2 separate regions of the Manis pentadactyla genome follow, and region 2 is linked to region 1. The links are chromatin contacts, called in public Hi-C maps. All regions are on one chromosome and are shown on one strand. Each heading gives the region's core, a stretch centred on a gene start, on an enhancer-like site or on the middle of the called end of the contact. The rest is flanking DNA. Distances are from core to core; before and after follow the strand shown. Region 1 holds the start of GHRH (growth hormone releasing hormone). Region 2 holds the start of BLCAP (BLCAP apoptosis inducing factor).

Region 1 (3,872 bases), core at 398-2,897:
CACATGGGAAACAGTTCTGAGAAACTGAAAGCTTTTGCTCCGGGTCATTGGGTGCTGGGGGAGAAAAAGGGAGACAAACAGGGACGCTGCTTGGTTTGTGCCTCCCTATGCACATCTAGTGGATTTAGGGAGTTGAAAATAACTCGACAAGAAGGCAGAGTTTGGAGGGCAAGTCATAAGAAATACAGTAACCCCTGGCTCATTCAGAATGAGGCTGAGCAACTGCATAGCCTGGTCAGCCAAGAGGCACAGTGTGTGCTATAAACCATGTGCCCTGGGGATGGGTCAAGACACCATTGCTGCTTCTGGGCTGGAGGAACCTAATCCCTGGGGTCACAAAGTCCCACTGAACAAAGATGGAAAACAAAAGGAGTTACTCAGCTCATGGTAGGACAAGAATAGAGGTTGGGTCACCAAGGATAAAATAGCTGTTGACAGGCATATTCCACATGACCAGTCTCAGAGGCTAGAATTCACTGAATTAAATGTAGCACCCATCTGCAATCTCCTTGATGGCTCTGAAGGCACTTCAGGGTTTATCATCTGTCATTGTATTGGTTAGCTTTCCACAGTGCTTACAAATGAATTCTGTGGTTAGATATAATTGAAGTTGTCTGGATTCAGGATAAACAGGCACTTCATCTGCATCAGTTGGCACCTTTTACCAGCCTTCATGCCAAGGATGCCATGAGAATTCTGCAGATGTGTCTTTAGCTAACAACAGAGGTCAGGTCTCAAGTGCCCAAACTAGCAAGGCAACTCTTGAACACCTAGGAAAAAAAGCCTTTTAACTTTCTTAAATATTCTGTTTTTTAATTTAAGAACTCCAATGCACTACCATCCTGAAACAGTTCATATAAGCTGTTTCAACAAGTGTTCCAAGTCAAAGATGATCTAAGTTTTTAATGAGGAAACATCTTAAACTGCCATTCAAAAGAGAGACACCCCACTTCCTTCCAGAAAGGTTTGCGGCAGCTTACGGTGAAAGACACAAATCCTTCAGGACCGTTAAAGCACTGATTGAGAAACAAGCAAAGGGGTAAAGGAGTGCTCCAAGGGCAGATGATTGTGTCTAAAACCCAGAGCAAGATTTATGGTTGCAACTGAGCAAGAAAGCAAAATGTTATCAATTTCCAGGCAATTATATTGAATACGTTCTGAGCGATAGATGAGTGGGATTGATTTACACAGCCACTTGTCTCCTTTCGGATACGTGGCAGAACCCCCTTGTTAACAAGAGAATCTAGCCAGATCATGTCTTGCCCCAGATGCCTGCCTGCACACCCTTGAATGAGCATGGAGACCTCATCCGCCTCTGACTGACACCTGGAAACGTGTCTGCCTGCCTGCCACTTCCCCACCAGTTGAGGTGCCATGTATCTGAGACAACCTCAGAATGGTGCCAACCATCAAAAGCATGTTCCACAGCCCATAACCAGGGGCCTAAATGTACTCACCAGTCCATGGGAAGAGAGGAGGCATTGGGCCTCTTTGACCAGGTATCTATGAGTGGGTGAAAAGGTCGAGTTTCTTGTACCCCTCCAGCCCAGCCCCAAGAGCTACGCCCTCTCACCTCACCTCCAGTGTGCAGGTCTCCCTCTGCTCCGAGGCGCTGCTCCAGTCCACAGACCTTGGGCTCCGTGTGTGCTCTGGCGGCTGCGTGATGCTCCCATCATTTATACCTTCATTTTCCTAAGTGTTTTCAGCATCAGAGAATCAATTACCCACAAGTCAACCAAAGGGCCATTTTTAGCATCACGCTGATAAACCCTAATAGGGGAAACAGGTTTTGCCCCTTGCAAATTAAGGTGTATTGAACGTTCCCTTTGTCTTTGAGGGAATGGACAGAGCACAAACTTACATTATTCTGAGAGGATTAGAGAGTAGTACCGCTCCTCTGATAACTGGAGTCCTCATACAGGTGAAAACTTCCATTTACTCTCTGAGATAAATGTGCCTTTTCAAAAGTTCATATATTTTGTTATGTCTATGTGCAATTTTCCTTCATTTTAGGGTAGTCAACATTACAGATGTTTTTCTCTTCTCAGTGAGGGAAGTAGTTGGCCATCTCGTTGTCCAATTATCACAATTTTCCTTTATTTGATTTACACCTGCTGCAGTCACAGGCCAGCATAGGCAGCTAGCCTGGGGTGCATACAGTGTAATATGTCAAGGCAGCCAGACATTGGTAGTTGCCGCAGAAATGTGTGAAATGATAGGAAAGAGATGGAAAACCTTGGGAGAGCTGTGCTTCCAGAGTTCTCTAGCCTATAGCTAATGAATCTTCAAGAATATCATAAAAGTGTGTGAGGCCGAAGGGCTGGTTTCCCATAAGGCTGTGGTGGAAGAGTGGAAAGAGCTTTAAGCTTCGAGTCCAGAGGCCTGCTGCCTCTCCTGTGTCTGTCAATCACGACCTCTGTGACCCTCTGCAACTTACTTCTCCCTCTAGGCTTCAGATTCTATTCTTGGAAACACATGAGTTGGCAGAGAAGAGCAGTTTTCAACTTTTTAAAAAGTGCCATAGACCTTTCTTTGGAAATCTTCTATGGAAGTACAGAATATAAAACAGATTTTAAAAAATGGGGCGGCTCTGGTTGTGGAGCGGGGAATGGAGACTCTTTGCCAGCCCCTGACACTCCTCTATGGGTCTCAGTTAGAACCAGTAGTTCCCATATCTGCCATTAGGGAGTGGGGTGGGCCTTCTCCCCTGCCCACCACCTGGCATTTTCTTGGGTGCTCAGAGGAAAGTACACGTCCTTGTTTTCAGACAGCTGCACAAGGCAGCATGCGAGAAGCTGAGTGATCACCTTAGGCAGGTAGATACAGAGAGGAATCAAATGTTCCAAGAATCAAGAGAAGGGAAAATCACAGTAAAGCTGGGAGAGCATCAGGCAGTGGCTGGGAGAAGCCTAAACAGGAGCATGAATTTGGGTGGCTAATGGACTTGGATTTGAAACTCAGCTCTGCCACTTGCAAGCCATGTGATTCTGGGCAAGGTGTTTAATCTCTCTGAGTCTTGGTAACCACATCTGTACAATGGGGGTGATAATACCTACCCCAGGTTGTTGTGAGGATCAGAAATGTGCTGGTCAAGTGTCTGATACACCCAGCGAGTGGGAACTATTACTGTAGCTGTTATGTTCAGAGCTGAGCTCTGAAAGCAGGTGGGGTGGCGGCAAGGAGAGCTGGGAGGGATCTTGGGTGATGAGCTTTATTTGCAGTAAATCCTCAATCTCATCAGGGAAGACGATGGAGAAGGAAACCAGAAGGAGCCTTGAGAGGAGCAGCCCAACCCCCTTCCCTGGTTCCCCCTGTCAGCCCCTCATCCTCACCCTCTGAGAGGCACGCCTCACTCACCAGCCGGCTCTCTTCCCAGAACAGGTTTTAACCCAGAGTTAATTAGCGATCATGGCTGTGTCTAGGGGCTGGGGCCTTGAGCTGTGGAAATAAAGCGCCCCAGAGAAAGGCAGGCTTTAAAAGGCCCCAAAAGGCCGGGGCAGTGAGGCTTCACCGAGAGAGAAACAAGCCGGGTGTTTGTGTTGCAAATTTCCAGTGTGTTGGAGCCAGCCATTCAAACGGGGGGGATGCTAAAGGCCTGGGCTTGGGGTGGGGAGGGCAGAGGAAGTGGACAAAGGGGGCCTGTCTGTGGATCTCAGACCCTGCTTTGTCAAAGCTGCTTTCTTCACCCTCCTTGGATGATGGAGGTGTTCCCAGCCTGAGGCCACTGCGCGGGGAGGGGCAGGCCTGGACCCCAGACTCCCAGGTTCCCTTGGCCCCAGCTCCACCCCCACTTCATGCCGTCTGGGCCTGTTCTTTTGCAGGAAGCAGCAGCAGGTGTCCCAGGAGCGCTCAAGTGTGCTCTCAGAGCGCCG
Region 2 (3,872 bases), core at 475-2,974, 230 kb after region 1:
GCAGTTATTTTTACCTCCAGAGATTTAACCTGCACACACACATGCGTGAGCGTGCGGGCGTGCGCGCACGCACACACACACACACACACACACACACGAATCTAATAACAGTCTCACACACACACACACACACACACACGAATCTAATAACAGTCTCTTTTTCCCTGGTGACCTCTGACTTCCTCTATATGCCCCAGAGACATGTCACCGTCTTCTCTGGGAATGATCCTGTTCCCCCTTTCCCTCCCACAGGACCCATACCCCAGCAGGATGCAGATTCCTAAGCACTCCCAGAACAGGAAGGCAGAGGCAGGCAACACATGGTCCTTGGTATATCACACAATGACAGGCTTGAAATGGAATGCATATGTTTCAAAGATAAGAGAACAACAAAAGAGACAGCCAAACCCAGACTTCCAGATTCCTTTTTTGAAACTACATATTACAGATAAAAGGTTAAAGTGTTTTTGGCAGCAATTCTAACCAGACCAATTTCAGATACGGAATTGGTTTGGTCACTGCAAACTGACCAGGGCTCTGAATCTTTAACAAATATGCTTGACATTAATTAGTCTCTGATTTAAAACGAACAAATAAACAAAACCTAACACTTGACAATAGCACTTAAGCTGGAACTTTTTTTTTTTTTTGTTGGTCCTGGTTTTGGTGTTGCCGTCCAGAAGGCTGAGGGAATGGTTGGACCATGTCATGCAGGGCAAACAGAATCTGTCCCCAACACACCAGTTCCCTGAAAGGGATAAAACACAATCCGAACCTATAAACTGAGAGACCATTTCTTTCCTAGGACAGACCCCAGACTGTCCCAACATTTAACGGTGAAAAGGGATACGGAGGCTTGGAAGGAAATTAAAGATTTGGAAGAGGGAAGGAAAAAGCAACTGTCCCCCATCCCCCATTTTTCTTTCCAGGCCATTAGTGTGTCAGCATTCCGTTCCTTCAGCTGCCCTTGAGGGCCACTCCTCGTACACATTGGAGGAAAGGAAACGGGTGTTTAGACTTGCTGTAAAGTTGGAGGGGGTAAGGAGGCACCCGTGACTCAAAGCAGAGCGTCAACTTATCACCCCATATACTAAAGCGGAGGCCCGGGGTGGGAGACCCTTTTCTCCCCTCTCCCCCACGCCCCTTCTGACTTAAAAAATGCAAATGAAGTGGAAGGGACAGAATGACAGGCCTCCCAGAAGCTGGGCTTCCTGCTTTGGGCCCGGAGGCGAAGAGGGGGTGGTCTCAGGCCGCAGTACCGCGCTTCCAGACTCTATACGCCCGGTCCCTGGGGTAGACCGGCTAGCACTGACCTTAGGGCCAGGACGAGAACCTAGGAGTCCAGTGGCCCGCCCCCAGGCCAGGAAGGGACACCTCGCCACCCCAGGCCCAGGCTAGGGTCAAAGAGGGCGATCATGTGACACAGGACAGGGGTGGCCCCCAGAGTGCGCGGAAAGAAAACCCCAGAGAGGTACGGGTGGACGCCTAAGGTGACCCCGAAGGGACAACATGGCGGCGCGGCCGCATGGAGGTCCTCTCACCCCGACCCCAGGAGGCCGACGCCACAGTACCTGTGAGCCCTGCCATGGCACCGAAACCACTGTCGCCTTCGCCGCCGCAGCCTCCCTCCACCTCAGTTGGCCACCGACGCCGCAGGAAGCAGGGGAGACGCCCCCTTCGTCTTTAGTCTTGCCGGCCGAGGACCCCTCCTGGGGTTGGGCTGCCTAAAACATATGCCTGATCACACGACCCAAATTAGGGTCGCCCTAGCCCAATATGCGCCAAACGGTACTCCAACATGACTGTTGAAGGCTTTTTATGTACGTGTTTGGAACTCTGAGGGCTCTGAAGTCTTCAAGCCTGAAGAATTTTCAATCAGGCACATTATGGGCAGTCCCAAATCACGAGTTCATGGTCCCTTCATGCATATGCAACAGATTGTGATCGCTACTCACTGAGAGCAGAGGGGAAGTACTTTAAGCTCTGTAGGTGAGCTTCTGGCCTCCGTGGCCCACGTGGGTGACTCGTGTACTCTGGCAAAACGTCTTGGCTCAAAGTCCGCCCCCTCCCTGGCCCTTTCACACAGGGGTCAAAGCTCAGAAGTGGAAAGATCTGGGCTCACAATTTAGGACCGAGTTGGGTCAGGACCTGACTTCTCCCCTTACCCTGTACCTTGGGTAGGCCACTTAAGCTCACAGACCTTCTGCTTCCACATGTCTGATGGAATGCCTACCTCATAACAGGGTTGTTAGCAGGACTGAATGACTCAGGGTAGTCATTTATTTAGGTAATCAAGCACATTCCTTGAGCGCCTGGTCTGTGAAAATGCAGTGCAGGAGAGAGAGAAAGAGAGAGAGAGAAAGAGAGAGAGAGAGAGAAGAGAGGACAGTCACCAAATAATCACTACATTTTAATAGTTTTATAATTCATATTAAATTTATAATTTAATAGTTTTATAAACTATAATTCTGCATCATGGGAAGTGCTGTGGAGGGAAATAAAGTGTTATGAAAAATTAGTGGAGCCCTAATGTAGGGTGAGAGGTAAGGGTGGATTCTCCTCAGGGAGTTGGCATTTACGCTGAGAAACCAAGGACAATAAGGAGTTGTGCCAGGCAAGAATGAGGGGGAAAGTGTTCTAGGCGAAAGAACCACTATCCCAGATGTGGAGGTGGGAAGGGGCAGGGTGCAGGGTGAGCAAGGAGTAGTGCAGTTAGCACTATGTACCACATTTGGATTTTATTTTGAGAGTAATGAGAAACCATTTTCATCAGGGCAGTGATACCATATTTGGGTTTCTGAAAGGCCCCCCTATGTGCATGGCTCAGAAAGCCCTTGGGAGTGGGTAGTGGGAGAGCAGTTAGCAGTTTCCAGGTGCAAAGTAGTGGTAACTCAGGCAGGGTGGTGAAGTAAAGGATGTACGATTGGATGTGGGTGAGTGCTAAGGCATCTTGAGTATGAAGGAGTGAAAGAGTCCTTGGCTAAGGTGCTGAAGGCTGAAGGAAGATCAGATTGAGAGGGAAGGTAAAGAATTTGTTTGGCTTTGAGGAGGTGAGTCTGGCTTTGAAATGGTTGGGTAACACCTAGGTGGGGAGGGTCAGTAAGCACTCAGTTTATATGAGACTGGAACTCACAGTGAGTTTGAGTAACATAAGCATTCAGGTGGCATATCATGCCACTGGATGAGATCCCAAGGGAGAGAGGTAGATTTTTAAAAAGCAGGCAGAGGAGGAAGAGCCAAGAAAGGAGGCTGAGAAGCAGTGACCATTGGAGTAGGAAGAGGGCTAGGTGAGCATGGGATCCCAAAGGGAAGGTTTCAAGGAGTGTTTGGTGGGGCTGACTGCTGTGGAGGACAGAAGTGTCATCGTGGGGTTTGGTTACAAGGAGGGCTTATGAGCTGTAGCCTTTATGTTGCAAGTTCCAAAAAACCCTAAATCAATTGACTTGAAAAATAAGTAGTGTGCTACGCAGTGGCAGGGTGATTGAGTGGCCTGGCGATATCATCAAGGACATTCCTTCTCTTAGATTCGTTCCATCTCTGTTCTGTTGTCCTCATGATGGTTTAATGCTCATGGTCCTCAGACGGATACCCCAGTTCCTGGGGTCACATCCACATCAGGATGTCTATTCCTCCTCTAGCTGAGACTCAAGCAAACTGGATGTAGCCTCTCACTATCGTGCTGCTTATGGGCTAAGGGATCAAATGCACCCATGCCAGTCACACCCAATATTCAACACTGGTGGAAAAGAGGAGTCTTATAGTAGAGGCAAGGATGTGGAGCAAATGAAATTCTTGCACACTAATGGTGAGAGAGGAAATTGGTATAACAACTCCAGAAAACTGGCAGTTTCTACTGAATTTAAACATACACC

Evidence for each region. Hi-C and Micro-C count contacts between places; a contact is called where the count stands out from the background.
Region 2: a Hi-C map of fibroblasts shows a contact between it and region 1, with 11 times the contacts expected there. The contact joins the promoter of BLCAP here to the promoter of GHRH in region 1. A contact is called at or near these places in 2 of 3 Hi-C or Micro-C datasets (fibroblasts and skin fibroblasts).

What each region holds. Positions count from the first base shown.
Region 1 is chr5:158,036,513-158,040,384 of mManPen7.hap1, forward strand. It overlaps GHRH (growth hormone releasing hormone), which reads right to left and starts at 1,648. Exons shown (of 5, transcript XM_057503238.1): 1 at 1,579-1,648.
Region 2 is chr5:158,265,738-158,269,609 of mManPen7.hap1, forward strand. BLCAP (BLCAP apoptosis inducing factor) reads right to left here and starts at 1,725. Exons shown (of 2, transcript XM_036902323.2): 1 at 1,572-1,725.